3 separate regions of the Sus scrofa genome follow, and all the other regions are linked to region 3. Evidence: chromatin contacts called from public HiChIP or PLAC-seq data. All regions are on one chromosome and are shown on one strand. The core of a region is the stretch at or near the end of the contact, and the rest is flanking DNA. Distances in the headings are between cores, read along the strand shown. Region 1 overlaps SLC1A2 (excitatory amino acid transporter 2). Region 2 overlaps PDHX (pyruvate dehydrogenase protein X component, mitochondrial). Region 3 overlaps CD44 (CD44 antigen).

The links. HiChIP or PLAC-seq counts read pairs in DNA pulled down with a chosen protein or histone mark.
Region 1: an H3K27ac HiChIP or PLAC-seq map of alveolar macrophages shows a contact between it and region 3. The contact joins two enhancer-like sites. A contact is called at or near these places in 2 of 47 Hi-C or Micro-C datasets (both in embryonic fibroblasts) and 1 of 2 datasets of contacts at active chromatin or transcription factors (alveolar macrophages).
Region 2: a contact with region 3 is called in an H3K27ac HiChIP or PLAC-seq map of alveolar macrophages. The contact joins two enhancer-like sites. A contact is called at or near these places in 1 of 47 Hi-C or Micro-C datasets (embryonic fibroblasts) and 1 of 2 datasets of contacts at active chromatin or transcription factors (alveolar macrophages).

The regions. Positions count from the first base shown.
Region 1 is chr2:25,617,213-25,621,842 of Sscrofa11.1, reverse strand. The region is part of intron 1 of SLC1A2 (excitatory amino acid transporter 2); the gene reads right to left. Among named protein-coding and RNA genes, the nearest start is that of SLC1A2, 16 kb to the right of the region's middle. Within about 2 kb of position 1,677, at least 3 of the 83 cell types and tissues checked have an H3K27ac peak or open chromatin away from gene starts, as enhancers often do. A contact at or near this core is called in alveolar macrophages, where this site is marked.
Region 2 is chr2:26,040,675-26,045,176 of Sscrofa11.1, reverse strand. PDHX (pyruvate dehydrogenase protein X component, mitochondrial) reads left to right here. Exons shown (of 13, transcript XM_003122869.4): 8 at 3,553-3,727. Among named protein-coding and RNA genes, the nearest start is that of MIR1343, 23 kb to the left of the region's middle. Within about 2 kb of position 2,081, at least 7 of the 83 cell types and tissues checked have an H3K27ac peak or open chromatin away from gene starts, as enhancers often do. A contact at or near this core is called in alveolar macrophages, where this site is marked.
Region 3 is chr2:25,854,256-25,858,617 of Sscrofa11.1, reverse strand. The region is part of intron 1 of CD44 (CD44 antigen); the gene reads left to right. Among named protein-coding and RNA genes, the nearest start is that of CD44, 28 kb to the left of the region's middle. Within about 2 kb of position 1,492, at least 34 of the 83 cell types and tissues checked have an H3K27ac peak or open chromatin away from gene starts, as enhancers often do. A contact at or near this core is called in alveolar macrophages, where this site is marked.

The DNA.
Region 1 (4,630 bases), core at 428-2,927, 240 kb after region 3:
ATCAGGTGGTGATATTGCCCCTACTGAACAGATAAAGAGTCTGAGAGGCCAATGAACTTCCCTGAAGCTATACTGTTAGTAAGCCGTGGACCAGGCAATTTTGCCTGAATATCAAACACATCCAAAGCATGAAAACAGATACACAACCACAATGCAATGCTGGCTCCAGAAGTTATTTTATGCAAAGCGTCTCATTGTCATAATAGTGCAATGCAAGAGACAGATATTTTCAAGGTTATCATTTTCATCATGTTCACTATCACCGTGAACAGCAGAAATTCACACGGCCCTGTGGATATGTGGCTTCCCTGCAGGACTAGCCACCTAATAGGTGGGGCCCGGTGTGAAATTAAAAGCCAAGGCCTCTGTTATTAAGAGTTTAAGGATGGTGATTGCAGAGCATGAAACCCAGGAAAAGCCCCTTCTGAGCCCAGGGCCCCAGGTGACTGCCCATCACACACCCATGAAACCAGCCCTGTTTCTCTTAAAGGAGGACTCAGAAATTCTTGTGGTAAAGAAATCACCCAGGGAACTTTTCAACTGATTTTCTTTCTTTCTTTCTTTCTTTTTTTTTTTTTCAGGGCTGAACCCACTGCACATGGACGTTCCCAGACTAGGGGTCGAATGAGAGCTGCAGCTGCTGGCCTACACCACAGCCACAGCCACACCAGATCCAAGCCTCATCGGCAACCTACACCATAGCCCACGGCATCACCGGATCCTTAACCCACTGAGCGAAGCCAGGGATCAAACCCGTGTCCTCATGGACATTAGTCGGGTTCATTACTACTGAGCCATGACAGGAACTCCTCGACGGCTTGCATTTATTTATTCCCTAAATACCCTGCAATTCTATGACACGAGAGACTCAAAGGTTAACCTAAAATGCCCCCGACTAGACACAAAAGTCACGGCTGCATGGAAGCATGATTTTCCTGCTCCTGGAAAACTCAGGAACCTTTCCCTGCCGTTGGCAGCTCAACAGTGAACAGAAACATCCTCTTTCAAGCAGCATATGGACACGTGGCTGAGTCCCCGACTCCTCCTCGGCCTCCTCCTGAGGGAGTGAGCCCGGTAACAAAAGCACAGCATTTTCATGCCTATTTTAATTTTGTTTCCTGCTTGCAACTGGGTTGGAACACAAGCTGGACTTTGGGGGGGCTGGTTAGTCATGTTGAAAAGAGGAGTATCTGTTTTCATGCTTCCATTCTTGCACTGTTTATTCTGGGGCCCTTCCAGCCCTTTCCAAATGTACTTTTCCAGCCCTCAAGTGTCTTTTTCCTCCCTCATTAAAGGTCTCCCTTCTTTCCCAGGGTTGCCCCTTCACTTTAAAAAGTCGGCCAAGAACCCAGACCCAACCAGGTTGGACATACCAAATCTTGTTCGAATCCCACGGATGACTCTCAGGAAGAAAGACCGGGAGGGTGAGGACCCAGGACCAGGGTGGTATTTGGTGGTGACAGCTGTCAACTGGCTCTCAACCTCAGGCCTGTCGTCCCAGGTGTGGCCTTGGGCTCCAGAGCCCCGGTCCCCTGGTTGTTTTAACAACTCCAGGTCACTTGGAATGTAAACAGTCAAAGCGGTTGGGTTTCTTTTCCCAAAGGGAGGTAACAGCTGGGGCTGGCCTGGGGATGCAGACAATTGCCCTCCAGCTCTCGATTCAGGGCAGCAGGAAAATCACCCTGGCCCTGCAGGTGGCCCATGGGAGGCTCCACAGCACCCCCTGCTGGACAAACTGTTGGGTCTGTCTGACCATTGAACAATTAATTACATGTGGATTGTGTGTGGAGATCTGGAGGTCACGTTCTTGGGGACTTACTGGGTGTCTTCAGAGGGAGAGAGAAAGCAAAGAAAGTAAAAACACAATCCACGGATGCTCCAACTAACAAAGAGTTCTAGACAGAGGAAATTAGAAAATATGGCATCTCTGCCCTGACTCTATTTTCACATTAAAAACAGCAGTTTGAATGCCCCAGTTCTGAATCTAGGAGGAATCTAGCATTTTCCATAAGGATGATGAGGGCACTTTCAGCTGAAGGTTTTCTCTCCTAAGGTTCAGAAAAGGGGTTCCAGAAACTGGCCCTTCATCCAATCATAGACTTCTTCCTAAATGGATCCACAAAAGAGGAAGATGCAAAATCAAAAAAAAAAAAAAAAAAAAAAAAAAGAATTCTTCCTAAGAGTCAAGGAAGAACATGCCACGCAGAGTCTTTATCCTCTTATCCCACCAGGACACAACAAGGACCCCTCCATATAGCCCGCTCCCAGAAACCTCCAGAAAACTCCACTTCAGGAAATACAGACATATCACACATTCTCATTTATATTGCCAGAAAATATACATACCAATGCCAAGTCATATTAAGACCCCTGGCTCTTTATTTTTCCCCTACCCCGACCACGATAGGAAGCCAGAGAAGAGAACTCTATTGGGAATGATTAACTACATTCAGAATCTCTGCAAACATTAAAAAGCATCAATTTACACCAATGTTGTCAGCTTCTGGTAACTTTTCCTACATCAGTTTCACAAGCAGTTGTACGTTGAGCCTTGGATTTATTCACTTATGTAATTTAAACATCATCTTTGACCCCCATCCTTCTTTGTGTCTGAATACCAAGTGCCTGCTAGCTTCTCCTTGTTTTCCTTCACAAGGAACAAGGAAAAGGACTAGAGAGACATCACGCTGAGAGGAAGCAGGTGGTTTGGGGGGGAAATGCAGGAAGAGGTGGCGAGTGGGCTCAAAAAAAGTCTTACCTGATTACCTTTGATTGCATTTTTTTGTTGTTGTTGTCTTTTTAGGGCCGCACCCAAGGCATATGGAGGCTCCCAGGCCAGGGGCTGAATCACCAGCCACCAGCCTACACCACAGCCACAGCAATGCAGGATCCGAGCCGCCTCTGCGACCTACACCACAGCTCACAGCAACACTGGATCCTTTACCCACTGAGCGAGGCTGGGATCAAACCGGCATCCTCACGGATACGAGTCGGGTTCATGAACCACTGAGCCACATGACTGCATTTTAAAATAACAGCAGCTATAAGAGTTTGTAACCTCTTCCAGACACCAGCATGGGACCATGACTGACTGTGACAAATACATTTTTGGCTTCCCAAGATGAGCTGCTGCCCAATTAATTATTCTTACAACCTACTTGAACCCTATCAGCCCTTTGCAGTTAAAAGGCTGGTTATTGACGGCTAGGCAGGAAAGTTCAGCTGAACTTTAAAGGAGGACTTGTTCCAGCAAGTGAAAGAACGTTTTTTTTTTTTTTTTTCAACTTTGGTCCAGCTGCCCCCTTAAAGCCATCCCCCTGTGCCCTCTATGTCCTTGCATGTCTCTTTCCCAAAGTAGACAATTCGATTATACCAACATACATCGCAATAATGATAAGTTGGGGCACAAAGAAATGTAGTCCTGATCCTCAGAGAGATACCAGGATCGTGAGCAGACAGACAAGAAAATATTTAGCCTGCTCTGTCACAATTAAATGCTGTAATAAGTGTGATGGGGACAAGCTTCCTGGAAAGGAACCAGCTCAAATGTCACCTTTTTTGAGATGTCTTCTCTGCATCCCCAGGCTGAGCTGGACTGACTATTCAATCAACAGATGCTGATTGAGTTCAAGCTAAGAACTGAAGGATGCACCAGGATAAGAGGATGCCAGTCAAGCAAATGGCAGTAGGTGGAGGGTAGGAAGTGGTCCAGACAAAGAGGGTGGGCACTAAGGTGGGCCAGACCCTGGGATATTTGAAGACTAAAAGGTAAGAGGCTTCGAAGAAGCCTCCACTGGGGCAATGACATTTGTCTGGGCTCATGTGATGGCCACAGCAACGGACAGAAAAGGTACATTCAGTACATTTTGCAATAGAAGAGAGAAAGCTTGTAGGTTGGGACTGATGGAAGAGAAAAAAAATCTGGGGTAATATCTACATTTCTGGCTTTGAATCTCTAGAGAAACGTGCGAAGTAGGGATGAGGCTGTGGGGGAAAAAAATCAAGAGTTCCACTGTATCATGGTCATTTTGAGATGTCTGTGCATTGCACAAATGGAGATGTGCAATAGGTGGTAGGTTATATGAATCTGGAGCTTTGAGAAAAGGTCTGAAATAGGAATGCACATTTGCGAGTTACCACGATACATGCAGGATGCAAACGCCCAAGGAGTGTCCTAAGAAAAGGCAGAGCCAGAAGAGTTCGGACCAAGAATGAGACCCCGGAAGTGTCACGAGCTATACATACAAGAGCACAAATGAAGGATTTGGGAGAGAGAGAGAGAAGAAATCCATCTAGGGAGACTTAGGCTGATGGAAAGAATAAATTGAAACAACTGCCACTAAAATATAACCAACTCCAGGTAGCTGCCTCCTCTGTCACTCAAAGGATCACCAGAGTTGACCGCATGGGTCTAGCAGTCCAGGAAGGAGAGCTTTTCCTCTCCTCTGTTCTGAGTTGGCCTTCTCTGTGCTGTGAGGTCAGTCAAACAGGAAGACTGCAGGAAGATTTGGCCAAGCACTCCCAGAGCTGCCCCGTCCTCCTCTGCAGGAACCTCCCAAAAGCAAACGATCAGTTACCCTCTGGCTCTAATTCTTTCCTCCCTCAGCTTCTTCCACAAAGAGTACTCATG
Region 2 (4,502 bases), core at 832-3,331, 190 kb before region 3:
ATTTCTGCTTTATGAGGTTTTATAACTGAAATCAACAGTAAAAGTTTACTGTGAACCCATAGACGTGTAGCCAAAATTGATTTTTCTACTTGTTTATGACTAATGACTCCTTACTTTTAAGGATGAACCTAAGCTGTCATTTCTTGATAAAACAGTAATAGTTATACTGATAGTGAAATGAAATGTGTCTTTTTAGTGTGACCAACCTTTTTTCAAGTTCATGTATTTAGGCATTATTTTAGATTTTCTAGTCTCCTCAAGTTTTCATTGTTTTGTTGTTGTTTATTTTTAACCAATCGCTGAGAGGTACACTAGGAATCCCTGTATAAGGAGATCAATGTATTTTGGATATGCCATTCTGATGTTCAACTTTAATTCAATTTAAAACTCAAATTAATAATAGATTTTGTTAGATGTAGTTAATTACCTTATATGATGAAAGGGAATTAGTAATGTTAGGTTGTAAGAGCTCTTAAAAGATAAATACTTTTTGTTGAGAGCATTTTTCTGAATCAGTAAAAGGCCTTATTTTACTCATTGCTTACACTTTTATCTCTGTGGCCGTGAATTGTATTGGCAGTCACTTACTTCACATGTAAATGTTATCACAGTTAACTGGAAAAATGCTTATAAATATCATAAGTAAATTAAAAATGAATTTCCAAACAGAAGTAAGGTTGTTTTCAAAAGCCTTAACAGAAGAGCCCTCCCTTAGACATTTAGTCTTTCTTTCTTTCTTTTTGAGATTTTAATTTTTTATTCTTTTTTTATAAAAATATAGTTGATTTACAATGTTTTGTCAGTTTCAGAGATATGCTCATTTAATTCTATACTAGCCTGTTCTTATGAGAAAAAATTACTCAACTCTGCCTTAGTTTATGTTTAATCTGCACACTTTGTGCATAGCTATTAGGAAGATAGCAGCAAATACGCAGGGTTTGGAGTTGGCCATACCTGGGTCTGTCCCAGCCCTGGCAGCTGGCAGCTGCCTGCCTCTCCAGCTTCATCTTTCAAACCCCTCCTCTGTGTTCACTGCACTCCTTCCACTCTGGCCTTCCTTCTGTTTTTAGAAGCCCTGATTTCCCTGCCTTTACACTTGTTATTCTCTACCTAGATACATGCTTTTCCCAACTCTTCTTGAGACTTGCGCCTTCAAGTCATTCCATAGAAGTATTCATTCTTAAGGCCTTCCCTCTCACCCACTACTCTCAATTTCAGTCTCATTCCTCTGCTTTGTTTTCTTCATAGCACATCACTATCGATTTGTTGACTTGATTAATATATGACTCCTATAGAATAACACTCCTTAATAGGAAGTGTTTTGCTTAACATTAGATCTACAACACTGGAATAGAGTGGGTGCTTGAGAAACCGACTTAGAAATGGAATTGAACCCTTTTGAGCCTCCTTCCTCATTTATACATTGGGAGTAATAAAACCTCCCTCACATGGCTTGTGTGAGATTACATCATTAACATAACCACCATACAGACACAAGAGGATCATTTTAACACTTTCATTCCTTGGTTCAGCACTTAGGGATTGAGGATGATGCAACATTTAAGATTTTTTTTTTTTTTTGTCAGCGTGACCTCTTACCTTAAATGTCAACTCTTTAATTTTGAAATGAGTAAGTTAGTTGCACTTAATGTTAGTTTATGCATTCCTTTCTGGATCTGACATAAAAAGCATGGACCCTCCTTCCTCAAAAATGTACCAGTACATATTGGGAAATCTCTCTAATGATACACACCCCTCCCCAGGCTAGAGCATTTCTGCCTGTGTCAGTTTTCTATTGCTGCATGACAAATTGCAACAAACTTACTAACTTCAAACAACACCCATTTATTATCTAATAGTTAATGGTGCTCTAGGTCAGAAGTCCTGGCCCAGCCTGGCTAGGTATTCTCCAGCTCTTGGTCTCACAAGGCTGAAATCAAGGTGTGGGCCAGAAGGTGAGACTCTTCCAGGCTCACATGGTTGTTGGCAGAATTCACTTCCTAGGACTGTGGCCCCTGTTTTCTCGCTAGCCGTAACCCAGGCATTATTCTCATCTCCTAAAGGCTGTCTTCAGGCCTTTGCCATTGCATCATCTCCATAGGCAGTTCATAAATAAACGCCTGTTTGCTTCTTCAATACAAGCAGGAGAATCTTTCTCCCTTCAAATTTCTTCTTTTTGGAGTTCTCGCTGTGGTGCCATGGGATCAGTAGTGTTTCTGAAGCGCTGGGATGCAGCTTCAGTCCCTGGCCCAGTTCAGGGGGTTAAGGATCCAGTGTTGCCACACCTGTAGTGTAGGTCATAGCCGTGGCTTGAATCTGATCCCCGGCGTGGGAGCTGCATTTGCCAAACAGCAGCCAAAAAAGGAAGAAGGGGAAAAAAGGCTTTCAAAATTTCTTCTTTCAGGACTTCCTGAAAGTTAAAGTGCTTATGTGATACGTTTGGCCCTTCCAGGATAGTTTGCCTTTTGATTAACTCACTGTCAACTGATTTTGGACCTTAATTATTCCTACAAAAATCCATCACCTTTGCCATGGGAGTGACTTCCAGCATATTCACAGGCCTACCCACACTCAGGGGATTATATGGAGTGTGTACACCAGGAACAGAAATACTGGGCCACCTTAGAATTCTGCCTACCGTGTGATAATACCAAATCATTAACTGTGTTTAAGAAATTTTAAAGATATAATTTGCCTTTAGATTTGTGTCACCCTGAAGTTGTTTTTAGATAATGTTAAACTTTTTTTATTAAAAAATTTAGATATATTTTAATGTAAAACATTTTTAAAGTATTTTTGAATTGTCGATTAAAATTTTCAAAAAAAAAAGCTGTTTTGTTTCAGAAAACACATGACCTTATACCCACTGTAATCTAGAATGGATTGAGAACTGGACATAGTAGTCTAATTATATCTTTTTAATGACCAAAATCACTTTTGTTTTACAGAGTTACGCAAAGGCAAGTCTGTTACTGGTTTAGTTATTTTTCATTCTAAATGATGCTGTGGGTTCTGTTTACTGCATTAGATTGTGGTGATAGCATTTAAGCAGAATTTTAAATGGCATAATTTCCTGGCCATATGCAAGCTAATTTGCACTAGAATAAACAATGATTTAGTAAATATCCTAATGAAAGTCATAGGTGCAGTAATCCTACTTTCTGAATGCTATGTGGAAATTACTTCACGAGTACAAAGAATGAGGATATAATTTAATTTATGAATTGCTCGTCTACCAAAAGACACCCCCTCAGAATAAAAGACTGATTTTCCTTTAAAAAATACCTGTCTACACCCAATACTTTGATAAAATTCTGTTTGTTCTTTGGTTTTTGAAATGTGCAAATTCTGTAGCCGTTGGACAATGTAAACCAGTAGAACAGGTGAGAGACAAGATTTTCTTGTGTAGCTCAAATAATCCGTTTGGCTTTATAGTTTGAACATCTATATGTTTCTTTATATTCTCTGCACATCTGGCCTCCACTTTCTGAAAGTTCTCCTGCATATTCTTGGTTTCTAATCATGGTTCTCTGATTCCCTTCTTATCTCCAGGGATGCTCTCAAACTGGTCCAGTTGAAAGAAATGGGCAAGATTACTGAATCCAGACCCAGCCCAGCCCTGCCAACTACTCCCACAGCACCTTTGCCCCCACAGGCCACAGCCACGCCATCCTATCCCCGGCCAATGATCCCTCCAGTCTCAATTCCTGGACAACCTAATGTAGCGGTAATGTCATCTGAGTGGATTGCTATTTTTCAGATTTAAGTGAAAGGGAAAATGAGAACTGTTACTGTATGTTTTACAAGTACTTCTGCCAGTCTGTTTTAATAGTAGCTGTAAGTGATAAAGACAAAAATACTCTAAATGTTTTGTTTTGCACATTTCTATGAACCAAGTTTGTTTGTAAAGTGCTGACTTCCAAATAGAATTATGATTCATTTTAAATTTGCTGCAAGTTCTACAACTTCAGTGCCATGTGTATGCTCTATAATCATGATAACTTTTCCTGTCCTTTTTTTCTTGGGTGTGATGCTAGTAATTGGTAGTTGATGCCAGCTCTGTTTTGTACATAGGGTTTTGCTTTGTTTTGTTTGACTAAGGGAATTGATAGTCTTACTGTGAAGCTCATCATTCTTTCCTTCTTGGATACATGCGGTGTAATAGCCCCTTTTTTGTTTTCAAATTACTCCATTTTTCCTGACTCCCTTTCTTAGTACCTTTTATGTCATTTGCTTCCCATCAGAAGACATGCAGGATAATCAGGTTTGTTTAAAATGGGATGGCACTTTAAAAAAATAAATAAGTAAACCTACACTGCTTTTTCTGATGGAGAAATATATTCCAATATAATATTTTTAAAAAAATTAAAAACAGTCCAAGGTTCATGAAAAAGATTTTTAAAATGCACATTAATGATTCATGACTACACACTCAAAAGTTCATGAGTAATCAAATCTTATTTTTAAAAAGAAGTTATTCAAATTCAGCAGATAAACCTTAC
Region 3 (4,362 bases), core at 243-2,742:
AGAAGAACTTTAAATTGCAAGGTGTTTTTATTCTTGAGACTGGGGGGGGAATAAAACCATAATACTAAGTCCATAGAGGTTTTAAATTGTCTTTATACAAGGCATTTCATTTTGGCTGTCGCCTTTGAGCTGCAGAGCCCTGTGTCACTTACTTAAACCTCTGACTCTCGGCTTCCATGGCTGTCATATCGGGTGAGTAACCGTCTTAGATTCTCCGAATGCTTTGGAGGCCCTGGCCCATTGCAGGCCTTGCCAAATGGTATGATTCGCCCCTGTTGCCATGATTTCCAGAATGTTCCACGCAGCCTTGGAGAGCATTGTGGAGGGTGTCAGGACCATTGGTGGGGTGGGGTGGGGGCTGGGCAAGGATGAGTAGCTGGTGGATGCAGGGTTTGGCACCTGCCCTCCCCGCTCCCTCCAGCTCCCATTGGGGCACTTCTGCTGTCCCCTATCCTCAATATTGCAGTTTCACCTGAGAGCTCATGGGGCGGGGATAGGAGGAAAAGTATGAAAACCATCGCTCTTGTCTCCGAGGGCTGCCACTTTACCCCTTAGCTTGTTTGACAACCCAGGACGGAAAGGACAGCACCGCAGGTAATGGGGACCATAGGAAGACCTTGAAAATCTGGGTTGAGGGCTTGGTTTTACTCCAGCTCTGTAAGACTTTGGAGTCACTGCATCTTTTGCTCCTTAGTTTCTTCATCTGTAAGATGGGGCCATAGTACCTACCTGATACTTTTGGACATGGAAGTGCTTCCTAATTGGAAAAGGAAATTCCCCCACAGGGAGATGACTGACGCTCACTTATTCTGCTGGGTTTGGAGCCCAGGGGTGTCTTAATTAATACTGGATTTGTGAGAAGCCATCTGAGGTGTTTCTACCATGCCAGGTGTGCATGGCACTCCCTTCCCTTTATCCCACCAGCTCTAAGCGCATCCTAACTTATTTCGTCCTGGGAGGTGGGTGTGAACCTGGGAGCTAGAATGACTCATTCAAGGGCACACAGCTTATGAAGAACAGGGTTTAGACTAGAATCCATTCATCCTTGACCCAGAGGGGGGCCCCTGGCTCTTCAGCATGTCAGCGACCCACTAACCAGCCCCAAACACTGCCATTCCCTGTGAGTGACAGTCTCAGCCTTGCTCAGCTTCCTTGAAGAACTTCCTCAGACCAGACTCAGCCAGTTCCTCAAAGATCTGGTGACAGGCTGGAGCAAAAGCTGTACCCAGACTAGGTGATGTAGCCATACCTGGAACGAGCCCCACCCCCACGCCCAAATCTAGTTATGAAACAAAATAACTAGGCCTCTTTTTTTTTTTTTTTTTTTTTTTTTTTTTTTTTTGACTTGCAACAGGAAAAAACCCCATGTGGGCCCCTGAGATGCGTTTTCATTTCGTTTACCACATCCTGGGGTTTGTGTTCATCAGCCTGCTAAATAGATACGATCTCTCAGGGCCAGAGCCAAACATGTCCCGGTTGCCATGGCAGCACGCAGGGGCACACGTGATGGTCCCCTTCCGCCAGCTGCCTTCCCTTCCGGGAGACTCTCTCACCAAAGACCACCTGGCCTTGCAGAATTGGGCACTGAGCTGACAGTCTTAGGACCCACACTGTCCTTGGCCAGAAAGTCTGTTGGATCAGGAGTGGGGGCCTTAAAGGGCCTCCCCCCCCACCCCCCCCACCCCCTGAGTTCCCATCACCCCACCAGGAGGTAGGGGTGGGAGTCTTTCTTTCTTCAGACTCTGTGAAAACAACCAAAGAGCTGCCCTGGGCCAGTCCTTGGGTGGCCCCCACTGAAGGGCCAGAGTAGCGGCTGAGAACACCACCTGGTGTTCCACTCTCCTCTGACAGAGTGGATGTGACGGGCCCTTGTTGGTTTCATGTTGGCTGCCATGATGGGCTCCTTGAACAAGAGGCTGAGAGGTCAGGGGGTCCATCCAGGCGCCAAGAAGTTGGGGTGCATTTCCTTTCTGAGTGCCAAGAGTTGAATAGCTCAGTTGAAAACAACCCGGGATACGTTCTGGAGGAAATTCTCTGGGTATGATGGTGTGCAACTATTTTCTCTGCTCATTAAACCCTCACCCACCCCCAGGGCAATTCCGGGAGAGACTGAGTCACTCAAGACTCATGGTCTGCCCGGGCAGCCAAAGGCGATTCGGCCACTGAGTGTGATGTTGGCCTCATTCAGGAGTGGATGCTGAACAATAGACCCTTTCACCGGGCACCCATCACATGGGCGTCAGAGGATGGGGGCAGCAGGAAGGCTGCCAGCCTTCTGGACTGGCAGGCTGGGTGGCAGCAGGGGCTATAATAGCCAGGAAGACTCCCAGATGGAAACTTCTGGGCTGGGAAGATATCAAACAATTACAGTGAGGAACAGAATGGCTTCTTCATGTCCCATTAAGACAGTGGATTGTGACTTTATTGGAACGGCTTGCTCAGGCCTCTTATAAAAGCAGTTCAGTAGTCAGAGCGCTGGACTGGGGGGTCAGGAATCTAGCAATTAAGGACTCCAGAGGTCCTGCTGTTCTCAAAATCTGGCTTGAGACCGTCTTCAGTCATTGTGGGTTTTGTTTTCTGTTGTGTCTCAAGAGAATTTGGGTAGAAGTTGTCTGTCATCCCTCTTGGCTTTAAACACAAATGATCCAATTAGCAATAGTGCTTTTAAAAAAATACTGGCCGTTTCTCGGCCTCCTTCTGATCAGAATCAGTTTGGTTGGATTTGCGAGTTGCATAACATTTTTCAGACATGAGCTCAGCAAATCAGAAGACAGAAACAAAATCCTGGCTCTGTCATGATAAACACCATAAAGATGAAAAATGTGGAGCATCCACCGGTGCTCTTGGCTGCCTCTGCCCAAGAGGCTCGCACGTGACCGACTCCAGGAGCTTGATGGAGTAAGATGCTGTTGGCCTGGAGTACCATGCTCCAGCTAGCACAGCCTGGTCTGTGGAGAGTTTCAGGTTGGGCAACAAACATCTCCAAATATTGTGAGGACATCTCGTGGTCTGGCATCCCAGCCTTGGGCCAGCCCTGAGTCCGGGGTCCTCTCTTCATGCTGCCGGACCTCAGCCAGAGCCCTTGGGCTGTAAAGGGCAGAGGAGCCCTGAGGCTGCAGCTGGGGCTGGAGTCTCTGATCCCCATGGGGATCCTGGGAAAAGGATCCTCTCCTGAGAGACCCGGCCTTAGAAGGGAACCCATGACAAGATGGGAAAAGCGCAGAGAGAATGAGAGCGAGTGAGCCAGCCCACCACTGGGGAAAGCAGCGTGCCTGGGGGCCTCAGAATCTCCCCATGGAGAAAGGGGATGGTCCATTAGGGCAGGTTTTCCCACTGCTGTCTTACCAGGCTCTTGGGCAAAGGGCTCTGCCCTTTTAAGCCTTAGGGTCCAGAATCAAGAGACTTCTGATCTAGAAATAGTATTTAATAAGCTCACATTCCTCTCTCCAGGGCTCTCTTTTAATGGTCAAGTTTCTGCACTTTAAGAACTACATGGAGAATAAGAGTGTTTCCTGTCACGTAGCATCTGTCCCACGGCCAAGATGTCACTTAACTACAGCGTGATCTGGGGCAGTGCCCAGTCTGAAACCCTGGTCCACCGGCCCCTTGCTCGGGTTATTCGTGTCTTCTCAAAGAGTTAGTCCCCTCCTGCATAAAATGGGCGTAATAAAAGTGCCTACCCCGTAGGATGGTTGTGAGAATGAAATGAATTCTTAAGTGTAAAGTGTTGGAAACCTCGTAGGGGCCAAATGAGGCACTGGGTGAGTGCCTGCAGTTGTTAACACGGCGGTGGGAACCACACAAGCCATGGAGTTGCAGGAACTGGCTTTGTTCCCATCTTCGAGAAGACCAGCTTCCCAGACACATAGACTACTCGAGACCAAATCAGTAGGAAGAAACAAAAAATCTAATTCTGCCTCATGTCTCCTGAGGAGATGATAAAAGGGACCAGGAAGGCATATCTAGGTGGCGCCTGTTGGAAAATACATTAATTCGTTTTGGACCATCTGGGGAAGTCTGGTTGGGAGAATGAAGAGCGTCTGGGTGCAGTATGATCATAGACCGTCTTCGGTGGTCCTTCTCTGGGACACACTGCGTTTGCCAAACTCTCCTGAGAGACCCGGCCTCAGAAGGGAACCCATGACAGGATGGGAAAAGGCCCAGCTCATCTCTGAGATGACAGCTGCCAAGTCCAGGCAGACAGAGCCAGTCACAAAATTGCAAGTTGGTCTCTGAAACATTTGCTTTCAGGGCAAATGCACAGGTTCTCAGAAGCAGACGCTGCAGGTTAGAGACATTTGAAGGGTCCACTAGGGAATTCTCAACCAGGCCCAGCTATATTTCTTTTAGACGTGATGTGGA